2 separate regions of the Muntiacus reevesi genome follow, and region 2 is linked to region 1. The links are chromatin contacts, called in public Hi-C maps. All regions are on one chromosome and are shown on one strand. The core of a region is the stretch at or near the end of the contact, and the rest is flanking DNA. Distances in the headings are between cores, read along the strand shown. Region 1 holds the start of KCNC3 (potassium voltage-gated channel subfamily C member 3). Region 2 holds the start of LOC136161603 (Friend virus susceptibility protein 1-like).

What was found. Hi-C and Micro-C count contacts between places; a contact is called where the count stands out from the background.
Region 2: a Hi-C map of muscle shows a contact between it and region 1, with 6 times the contacts expected there. The contact joins the promoter of LOC136161603 here to the promoter of KCNC3 in region 1. A contact is called at or near these places in 2 of 3 Hi-C or Micro-C datasets (blood and muscle).

Annotation. Positions count from the first base shown.
Region 1 is chr2:268,537,606-268,543,068 of mMunRee1.1, reverse strand. It overlaps KCNC3 (potassium voltage-gated channel subfamily C member 3), which reads left to right and starts at 1,267. Exons shown (of 7, transcript XM_065926555.1): 1 at 1,267-2,154. The coding sequence starts at 1,267.
Region 2 is chr2:268,894,766-268,900,319 of mMunRee1.1, reverse strand. LOC136161603 (Friend virus susceptibility protein 1-like) reads left to right here and starts at 2,515. Exons shown (of 5, transcript XM_065926605.1): 1 at 2,515-2,567; 2 at 4,420-4,457. It overlaps LOC136161638 (a long non-coding RNA gene), which reads right to left and starts at 1,921. Exons shown (of 4, transcript XR_010661748.1): 1 at 1,824-1,921. LOC136162334 (small nucleolar RNA SNORD88) reads left to right here and starts at 4,240; the gene lies at 4,240-4,330.

The DNA.
Region 1 (5,463 bases), core at 18-2,517:
CATCCATTCCTCGGTTCCCCTGGCTGCAGTCTGCCATTATCTATACCTTGTCCCCTTTCCCTCACCGCGTTCCGCCTTTTAAGGCCCTGCTGACCCTTAGGACTCTCTCCCAGGTTATTTGGCCTCCAAGATTTTCCGGTTTAGGTTCCACCGCTCCGTCCATCCCGATAGCCTTGTACTCTTTGCAGGTCTCACATTTTCCTTAGCCATTCTCTACACTCTTAGCCTTGCCCCGCCCCCGCCTACCCTGGTTGCTTTCAAGATCCTTTATTAAAGCCCCTCTCCTCTCTTAGTCTTGCATTTCCACAGGCAATTCAAGAGGTTTACTACCATTCGTGGATCCCACCCACCTCTCTCAGTCTCTTCCCATCCACCCTGGCATTCTTTCGGTCCAGCCCCGGTTAATCGGGCCGAGTTTGCAGTTCTGACCCGGTACTTTCTTTACCTCTCCTCCTCCATTAGACCTAGTCAGAAGCTCTCAGGTTTCCAGGCCTCGCCCCATTCCGTCCCCTCTCTGCCGGGTCTTAGTTCCTGTTCCCCTTTCTCTGTTCTTTTTCAGTTCAGCCCAGTGCCACTCTTCATTTCCAGTTCCCGCCCCTCGCTCAGTCCCACCCTCTCATCCTCCCAGAATTAGGACTTTCTGATTTCTGTGGCCCTGCCTCTTCTTAAGATCCGCTCTGCCCCGTCCAAGCAATGTTAGAATCCCAACCCGGCAGTCTCCATCTGCCCCACTCCACCAGGTACTGCTTGCAGGCTCTTTAGGCCCGTCTCTATCCAAGTCGGACGGCCATCCGCCTTGTGGCCCAAGCCCTGCCTCCCCCAGTCTCGGACCGTCAGGCCCCTTTAAATAGCTTGGACAAGTCCTATTCCTCTACCCACCCCGCTCCTTTTTTTAGTTAAATCAGATCTCTTTCTCACATCTAGCCCCGCCTCCTCTGTTCTCCTAGTGCGGCCAAACCAGGCAACTTTCGCTTCCCATCCAGCCCCTTTAACACCTCGCTCGGCCCCGCCCCTTATCTCAGAAAGACCCAATCGGTGTGTCGCATGCGTGGCCCCGCCCCGTCCATCTAGGCGGTGTTGGAGTCTGGGGCCTTTTCCCAGTTTCAGCCCCGCCCTCACCCCTTCAAAAACCAATCAATTCAGTTTCTCCCTCCCTTCTGCCCCGCCCCTTTCCTCCATCACCTCCTCTCACCCAGTCACATCTGTCTCTCCCCCCGTGGCTCCGCCCCTACAACGCCCCGCCCCTGCCGCTCCGCCCCCCATCCAATGCTGAGCTCAGTCTGCGTCTCGTCCTTCCGCGGGCGCCAGGCGGCTAGCAAACAGCAGCCGGCGCCGCCGCCGCAGCCGTCCGAGTCCCCGCCACCGCTGCCCTCGCCGCCGCCGCCACCGCCGTTGCTGCAAGAGCAGCAACCTGCGCAGCCCGGCCCCGCCGCGTCCCCGGCGGGCCCCCCGGCACCCCGCGGGCCCGGGGGCCGGCGCGCCGAGCCATGCCCCGGGCTGCCGGCGGCGGCCATGGGGCGGCACGGCGGCGGCGGTGGCGACAGTGGCAAGATCGTGATCAACGTGGGCGGCGTGCGCCATGAGACGTACCGCTCGACGCTGCGCACCCTGCCGGGGACGCGGCTGGCCGGCCTGACGGAGCCCGAGGCGGCGGCGCGTTTCGACTACGACCCGGGCGCCGATGAGTTCTTCTTTGACCGGCATCCGGGTGTCTTCGCTTACGTGCTCAACTACTACCGTACGGGCAAGCTGCACTGCCCGGCCGACGTGTGCGGGCCGCTCTTCGAGGAGGAGCTCGGCTTTTGGGGCATCGACGAGACCGACGTGGAGGCCTGCTGCTGGATGACCTACCGGCAGCACCGGGACGCCGAGGAAGCGCTCGACTCCTTCGAGGCACCCGACCCTTCGGGCGCCGCGAACGCTGCCAACGCCGCGGGCGCCCACGACGCGGGTCTGGACGACGAGGCGGGCGCGGGCGGCGGCGGCCTGGACGGCGCCGGCGGCGAACTCAAGCGCCTCTGCTTCCAGGACGCGGGCGGCGGCGCCGGGGGCCCGCCAGGGGGCGCGGGCGGCGCGGGCGGCACGTGGTGGCGCCGCTGGCAGCCCCGGGTGTGGGCGCTCTTCGAGGATCCCTACTCGTCGCGGGCCGCCAGGGTGAGCGCTTTCTCAGAGCCCCCATTCCCCTCCCCTCTCCGGGAGCTCCCAGACCCTCAGGGAGCTCCCCATCCTCGCCCTCAGCCCCTGGCCCCTCTCAGACCCTCCTGATCTCTTAGCCTCCCAGTTTCTTAGAAGCCTCTTACCCCATTCCTGGGTCTCCCGTACCCCTCTGAACACATCCCCCTCTCCTAGCCATCCCCAGATTCTCAGAAGATGTTTCTCCAGCTTTCAGAACCCTCCAGACTTGTTTCAACCCCACCCTGCTTCTCTAGTCCATCCTAGACGCTTAGAAACTTCTTCTCTGATGGGCCAATCTCCTAAACAACTTCCCTGAACAGCCCCACCCCCTCCTTTCCTGGACCCCGATAGAGAGCTTTCAGAAGGTCTTTCCTCAACCCTCAGAGTCTTCCCAGACTCTTTTCATCTCTTCTCACCTCTGAGACTCTCAGCAGACTCTCCCCCCAGCCTTCAGTTTCTTGGACCTCCCTAAATCTTCAGAAGACATCGCTTTCTAACCCTCAAAGTGTCCCAGGGCTTGTGAACACTGTCTCTATCCCCTGCAGACCCCGTGAAGCCCGCTCTTCAGTTCTCCAGCCTTCAGTCCTGCAGGCTATCCCAGCACCTCTCTCTCCCTCTGCCCGTCTCCGAATCCCCTGCCTCTCTCCAAGTTTGCGTCTCCTGGGTTATCTTTGAGCCCCTCTGCTTCTTCTGCCCTTTAAGTCTCATAATAGTTTCCACCCCACTCTCAGAGTGCCCCGAACCCCTCTGAACCTCCAAACCACTTGCTCCTGCTAGGACACTCCCCCCCTCACCCCCACTGCAACACTGAGTCTTGGGACATCTTCTCTCCTGGAACCCCGCTGCCCCCTCTGTGTTTCACATCCCTTCTTGCATCCTTCACACCAACTCCTCTCCTGAGGATTTCTCAGTACAGCTCCAGACTTCCCCCAAGGCTTTCACACTCCTCCTCAATGTCTCCAGAAGAGTCCCGTGCCCCCAGAATGTCTTTCTTCTCCAGAACTTCCCATATGCCCTCTAGAATCGCTTCTGCCTCATCCACAGATTCTCCCAGCTTCTCCGTTCCATTGTTTAAACTGCATAGCCCACTCTATCTCTGGGACAGCCCCACCCCTACCCCCATCCTCAGCCTCCCAGCCTTTTTCCTAGTCAGTAAATGACTTTCCTCCCTGCTCCATAACTTTTACCTAACCTCAATCCTTGGGACCCTCAGGTTATCAGACCCAAAACTTCCTTCTCAGAATAGCTCCCAGTTCTTTCTTGGTTTCTTTCCACCTGTCCCCGCATCCCCGGCTCCAATCCCAGCTCGCTTCATCTTTCTCAGAACCCCCGCCCCCCACTACCCAGTCTGAAGCCTAGAACTGGGCTCCTCAGCCCGTCCTGACCCCCCTCCCTGCAAAGTGAACCAAAGAACCCACACTCCAGCCTTATCCTGTCTCCCGCCTTGTTGCCCTCAAAATTCTAGACTTCCTCCAAAGATCTCTTCATCTCCCACCTAAAAATCTTTCCTCAAAAATCTGTAACTTCTTTGGCTAAATAGCTACCCTCCCCCCTAGTTCTCACTTGAACCTCTTCCTCCTCCTAACTTCCTCCCTGTGTTGATAGAGAGAGGACAGTTCAAGATAGGGGGAATTAGAGAAAGGAGGGAAAGAGGAGAGACTCCAGCCCCCCTCCGAGCCTCCTGGGGACCCAAACACCCGGAGGAGCCGTCCGGCACCCTCCCCCCACCGTGCCGCGTCCTGGGCCGGGAAGGACGCGGAGCCGCAGTGCCGCATTCGCGCCGGGGGAGGGACTGAGAGGGAGGGGGCCCGGAGGCACCGCATAAAGTTTGGTCCCCAGGAAGCGCTGAGTTGGCAGGATTTGGGTTTGGGGTGGGGGGAGGTGGGGGAGAAGAGGTGCGGAAGGGAAGTGGCCCTAGATGCCCCGTCAGGAGAGTCACCCTCCCTCCATGGCCTGGGGCGCCCTACCCTCTTGTGACCCCATTGAAGGGTCCTGAGGTGAAGCTAGGGGTTCAGGACAGCTCCGGAGGACATTTGTTTACTTTACAGCTGTGTTTTGCGTGTCCGTGTAGCACTTTCTAGCCTTCAAGGGAAAGTCTGAGAGTCGAGAGCTGAAGCCAGCAAAGTGGAGGACCCGGTTTCCTCCCGCCTCGCTCCCCTCTCCGTAATCTCCCTACCTTCTTACAGGGACTCCATGCCCTCCTACCCCATCTGCTTTTGAACCATCTCGGGACAAGGGGGTAAACCAGTCTTGACTCTGTCCAGCTGCGCACTGCGGCGGGTGCCGGCCTTTCTTTCTGTGTCCCGGGAGGGAAGGAGTTACTCAAGCTCCTGGCCTGTGGCCTCCCTCTGTGAAGCGGCACCGCGGCTGCGCACCGCCTGCTCCGCTCCGGCCCGGTAGGGGTTAAGACTGCTCCCAGTCCCTGCGGCTGCGCACTGCGGCGGGGGAGCTGTCCGTGGTGCTGGCCATCGCGCGCCCCGCCCCCGAGCCGGCCGGCCCGCCCCCACTGCGGTGCCGCAGCCTGCGCGGTGCACCGGGTTCCGAGTGGGGTGCGGGGGGAGCACCGGGCATGCGCTCTGCGCCGGCCTCTGGCCTCTTAAACCACTGCGGAGAAACGAAGAGGGGGTGGGGCAGAGGGCCAGCTCTGACCCTCCCTCCCCCCAGGCTACCCCAAGGTCTAGGGTCATCTCTGCAGCCCACTGCTGGCTCTTCTCTCTTCTCTGCAGCCCAGCCCCTCTCTCTCGTCTACCCATCTGATTAAAGCTCCCTCTGCCTCAACGCCCATCCCCTTCTCTCAGGACTAACCCTACTGCTTTGACCTCCCTTCTACATATTTGATAAAGCCAACTACCATTCCTAGAGGCCTTCAAGATCTTGACCCTGCCTTCAGTCCTCAAGGCCTTCATCAAAACCCACACCATTGAGCGCTCGGGACACAGATCCCGAGCCCCATCTTGATGCCCCATCTTGAAATCACCCAGGCACCCCATACCTCAGGTCATACCTCTGACCAGTCCCCTCACCTCTCCTTGGACCTAGCCCTGTCCTCTCCCCTTCCTCTATGCCCAAGCCCTGGACATTCCCTTCCTTTCCAGAGCCTTAAACCCCACCCCTATCATCCCTTTTTTTCAGTCTTGACCCTTCACTTCCCTCTTTGTACAGAGCCCTGACACCGCTCCTCTCATCTGTGGGCCCACCCCTTCGCTGTTCTCTCTGGGTGAGGGGCTCACCCAACCTTCTCTGTTTTCTTGGACCCGGTCATTAGCATCATGGTCCTTAAATATTGAT
Region 2 (5,554 bases), core at 1,266-3,765, 360 kb before region 1:
TTTTAAAGGCTGTTACATGTAGCCAGTTTTTGCAGAGGGATTGGGGGATAAAGACAGTACAGTTGTCCCTCAGTACCTGCAGGGAATTGGTTCCAAGACTTCCTTGGATACCAAACTCTGGGGATTCTCAAGTCCCTTATATAAAATTGCAGAGTGGATTTCCCTGGTAACCCCATGGTCAAGAATCCGCCTGCCAATGCAGGGGACATGGGTTCAATCCCAGGTCCAGGAAGTTTCCACATGCCATGGGGCAACCAAGCCCGTGTACCACAATTACTGAGCCCGCACTCTAGAGCCCGAGAATCAGTTACTGAGTCTGCGCTCTAGAGCCCAAGCTCCACAACAAGAGAAGCCCCCACAATGAGAAGCCCCCGTATCACAACTAGAGAGCGGCCCCTGCTCACTGCATCTAGAGGAAGCCCACGCGCAGCAGTGAAGACCCAGCACAGCAACAGATGGGTTTTAAAATTGTAGGGTATTTGCATATAAACTATGCACATCCTCTTGTACATTTTAAATCATCTGCAGATTTACCTACAATATGTAATATAATGGAAATGCTATGGAAACAGTTGCTGAGGCACACACCAAATTTAAGTTTTGTTTTTTGGAACTTTCTGGAACTGTTTTTTTTTTCCCCAAATTTTTCCACCTGAGATTGGTTTAAATCATGTATATGGAATATGCGGACACAGAAAGCCAATTGTACCTTTTTAAAAAAAAATTTATTTATTTTAATTGGAGTCTAATTACTATACAATATTGTAGAGGTTTTTGCCATATATTGACATGAACCAGCCATGGGTGTACATGGCTGTTAGAGTTTAGTTTGTAGTGTGTGCTCATTAAGTGTTGTTACAGTAATTGTTCCCCTTGTCTAGTTAGAGTTTAGTCTGTAGTGTGTGCTCATTAAGTGTTGTTACAGTAATTGTTCCCCTTGTCTCCCATAAAAGGCTCTCCAGTGTATTCATTTTTAACAAAAAGTGAGCTGCAACTATGTGCCATGGGGTCTATTGCCAACTGGACACAAATCCTAGTCTTTAAGGAACTGACAACTTGGCAGGGAGGCAACCCCACCCCTACCCCGCAAAACCCAAAAAAATGCCCACAAGTAGATATGTTAAGAGAGAAGAGCTATGAAGGAAAAGAACAGAGGGTCAGGGAGACCAGGGTCTCCCTGAACAGAGGGTCAGGGAGTCTGGAAAGGACAGCATCTGTTATATAGAGTGTACAGGCATCGGCTCCATGCTAAGTGGACCTCTGAGCGGAAACAGGACTGAACAGAGACAGCCATGGGGATTGATTGGGGGGAAAGAGTTCCAGGCAGAGGAAACCACAGAAGCAAAGTTCCTGGGGTAGAAATGTCCTTGACAGGACCCAGGAAGACCAGCGAGGCCAATGTGCTGGTGTAGCCTGAGCAAGGACGAGAAAGGAAGGAAAGATAAGGGCTGAAAGGGAACAGAGACCAGGTCACTCTGGGCGGTGTGGGCCATAGTGAGGACTTTGCATTCCCGAGTGAGGCAGAACCAGTGAAGGAAACGTTATCACTTCTTTAACGTGCAGAATTTAGGTCTCTTCCCTTTACTTCAGACCACAGCCTCCTCTCCCAGGTGATCAGGGGAACCAGCTAAACAAAGCGTGTTCTATTCACACAAGGGAATACTTAGCTACAGCTTAAGGAATGAGGTCACTCCGTATACTGATGGAAAGAGACTAGTAAGGGAAAACGAGTTAAAAAAAAAAAAAAGCATCTTTACCCATAAGACGTGTGTGTGTGTGTGTGCGCGCGCGCGCGTGTCCATAAAATTAAAGTCCACACCAACCTGTTGACACTGTCGACTGTATGCACTAGGAGGATTGAAGTAGAGGTTTCATTTCATATGTTTAAAAAAAAAAACTTTTCCAATCATGTCAGTTGCAAGGCACTCCTCAAATCGCCAACCATACCAAGAATCCAAGTTCCCAGGCGAGCCCGGGCCTCCAGGCCCCTCCTCCCTCGACCCAGGCGGGAGGCCAGCCTTCCAGCCTCTGCTCCGCCCCGCCTACCTCTCACTGCGCAGGCTCGGCCTCTAACGCGCCACGCAGACGTTTTCCCGGAACGCCCCCTTGTCAATCTCCGCGCTGGCCCCACCTCCCACCTGCGGCTAGGACTGAGTAGGCCCCGCCCCCGCAGCCCCCGCAGCCACCACGCTCACCGCTGCCGCGCTGGCGATCCCAGCGGCTTCGCCTTCCGGCCCCGCCCACATTCGGGGAGGGGGTCCTTCTCCCCCATGGCCCGCCTCTCGTGCTGTTCACAGAATTGCCTAACTCTAATGCAGGATAACGGGCCCCAATATTTGCTTGCTCCCATTTTCTCCGCCTCCCTCACCTCATCTCCTGTTAGGAAGATTCTTATTCTTATTTACCTATTTCCCTCCCCAAGCACCAAAGTACAGATTCCGACACCGGCGTCTCTGCTGGACGCCCCGGGGCGGGGCCCACCTGGCGCCGCGGGGCGGGCCGTGCGAGCGGCGCGCGCAATAAAGCAGCGCGCGCTGGGGCTCGCACACGCGTTGCGGAGAGTGGAGGTGAGGGTTCTATTTTGGCTGGTGTTTGCCGGAGGGCACGCGTTGGGGACTCGGTCACGCGTGACGTGTGTGCCCGGGGCTGCAGCGGGGGCGGGCACGCCGTGGCGGGGACGGTGTCAGGACCTTCGTAAGCACTCAGTACCCGCGCCTCGAGGCGATCCCTGAGTGTTCCCTTCGGGGCGGCAGTGGCTCACTTGGAGAGGGTGATGGCTCCCTGGGGGCGCTCAGGGGGTGGAGGAGGAGTCCTGCTGCCGAAGCGAAGGCGGACCCCCGGGGCTGGCCCTCCTTTGCGCCGCAGTCTGGCTGCGCCGTGTCTGCTGCCCACGTTTCAGGGCTCCGCCATCTTGTCAATTTCTGGGGGGAATTTGCGGGGTGGGGGAAGGTGGGGAGGGTAGACTTATGACATAGTCTTTCTGCCTGAGGTTTTCCACTCCAGTGTTAGCTTACACGTGCTCTCCTTAGGAAATGTTCTTATGTATTCTGATTTCATGTGGCTGGCGTGTTTGTGCGATGTAGAACAGAGGCCGCGTGGGAGGTAGAGACAGGACCTCGAGGGTTGCCACGGAAGAAGTGGGAGTGGGATCTCTTAAGTGAATTACTGGGTTGTGTCAGAACCAGAGGGGAGTAGTTGTCGGACAAAGTAAATGGGGCCTTCGTTCATTTTCAGGAATCTTTCTGACACAGTCATTTAAATATCAGTTTTGTGCTTGCTCAGAACATCAGAGTTTTGTTAAGCGTTAGTTCTGGGCTAATGGAACTTTATGGATAGCGTTTTCCCGACTCCCGAGCAATACCACACCTCCTCCAAGGAGATCCAGCCCAGGAATAGCTAGCCGATTTTCTGTTTCCCCACCACAACCCAGCAAGAATCTCCTCCAACTTTGTTGCTTTTAGAAAACAGTTAATTTTATCCTAACTGTTGCCTTGTCACAAGTGGAAGGCAGTTTCTCATCCATTCATCACTCTTTTGCCATTGTCCCATATATTGCTTTTTCGTTGTTAAAATCCCCAAACATACAGAGAAATAAACGCTTAACAGGACGTTTCGCCATGTTTTCTTTTTGTGTACTTCATGTTTTGGAAATAAATTTCTTAATTCATCCAAAATAGTTAACACAGTGTCTCTAAAATAGCATTTTTTCTATTTAATGTCAGTGTTGTCATCATCCTCAATGAGACTGATTCCTTAAGGAGGCCATCTCCCATCTGCTCTGTGGTCATAGTTCCTGTCATTTCCAAAATGTCTTTCACTGTTTTGTTCAAAACTGGTTGCATTTTAAGGCTCTCTGGTGACTGCTTTTGCTGCTTGTGCTTCAGGTTTCACTTTTCCTCCTTATACACCGCCCCCCACCCCTGGACAGTTTCTTCCAAGGGATTTGCATCTTAGTGGTCACTGTTCAGGGTCAGCAGCCGGTAGAGTCAATGCTGGAAATCTGCAAAACTGGGCAAGGGAAGTAGTCAGTAGGTTCTCTCTACGTGATGGGTTTAGGACAGTCTTCTGTGGACCTGTGACACTGGGGAGGTGAGAGAGCATCTTGGTGTCACACAGGGAAGGCTGTGGGCATTTGTACCCTGTGATGGATTTGTGTTTTCCAATCTCTAGGCACTGTCAGCTTGCTTGGCTTCTGTCCCTGAAGGTGAGTGGCCCTGGGACCTGGTTGCAGAGGGACCCGGGCTCTCATGATGTCCAGCACTGGGCTCCGATTACCCCCTGAGGACACAGTGCCCCCAGGACCTTTGACACCTGGGGATCTGAGGGGCCTTGGTTTTGATGTTCTCTGAATTCCCCCCCACCCCACCCCACCCCAAGACTTTCCTCCCCCACCCTCACCAAATCCTTCCTGTGTTACAGGTGTGTCTTCAAGCTGAGAGGCCACCCACCCCACCTTGGTAAGAACCATTGCTCCCAGTACCTGACCCATCCAGGTCTAAACTATCTCACCCTCATTTGCGGTAACTTTGCATTAAACCTCTCTGGGACCTAATTTATCTGCCAGCCATAATGCAAAGCCCAACTGTTCTGTTCTTGGGCTTAGAGATGTTAGTCAAATGATTGCTCTCCTGAGCCTCAGTTTCTGTGTCTGTAGAATGGGTACAATCCACCAGGAGCAGATGGGCCCCAGTCCTCTGACTAGTTGGGTGGGGGATAGTGATGCCTCCTGCCTTCAAAGGTAAGGTTTGAATATGACAAGGAATATGGACTGCAGAAGGGGAAGATGTATAGTCTGTCCATGGTATCCATGGGGATTGATTCCAGGGCCTCACAGATGTGATGTGGAGGGCCCAGTGTAAGTTTTTGGATTTCAGGGGAAAAGGCTAATCCAAAGTCTAATTTTCAGACTCAGCAGAAAAGAAGCAGAAAGGCTAGAAGCACTATCATTGTCATATTGTAAGGTGGTGGTGGTGGAATTTGTAGACAATGTAACTTCCAGCAGAGTTTAGGCAGCTTCCCATGAATCATGCCTATGTAAACTGATACAGTTATCAAGTTTGCCCTCAATTTATACAATAGCCACTGTCAAAGGACACAGTTTATCTGGAGACTGTCTCACAAAATGTTTCAAGTTTTGGAGAATGTTTCACAATTGTTTCAGCAGCTAAATCATCAAGTAGGCATGGGTATGTGTGTTACCTGAAAAGAAACAACTGTTCCCAGTTCTAGGAGGGTTTTCCCCTCACCTCTATTCAATGAAATCTGGGCCTAAATCTGTATTCCCACTAATAAAGTTGACTTGAGATTGATGGACATAGATTACTTTCTAAATACATACTAGGTAGAACTGAAAGTGTAGTCTCTGGGAAGTTTTAGATTCTTGCTGACAAGTACCTGAGGGGGTGAGAAGCTGTGTTCTCTGAAGGGTTAGCTCAGAATGGGGTGCATCGGAGCATCTTTTTGGAAGGCCTCTTCATCCAAAGTGTTGTGGGCCGAGAGGGAATTTCTGGAAAGTGTGGAGTTGGGAGGATGCCACTTGGGCGGGATATGTGAA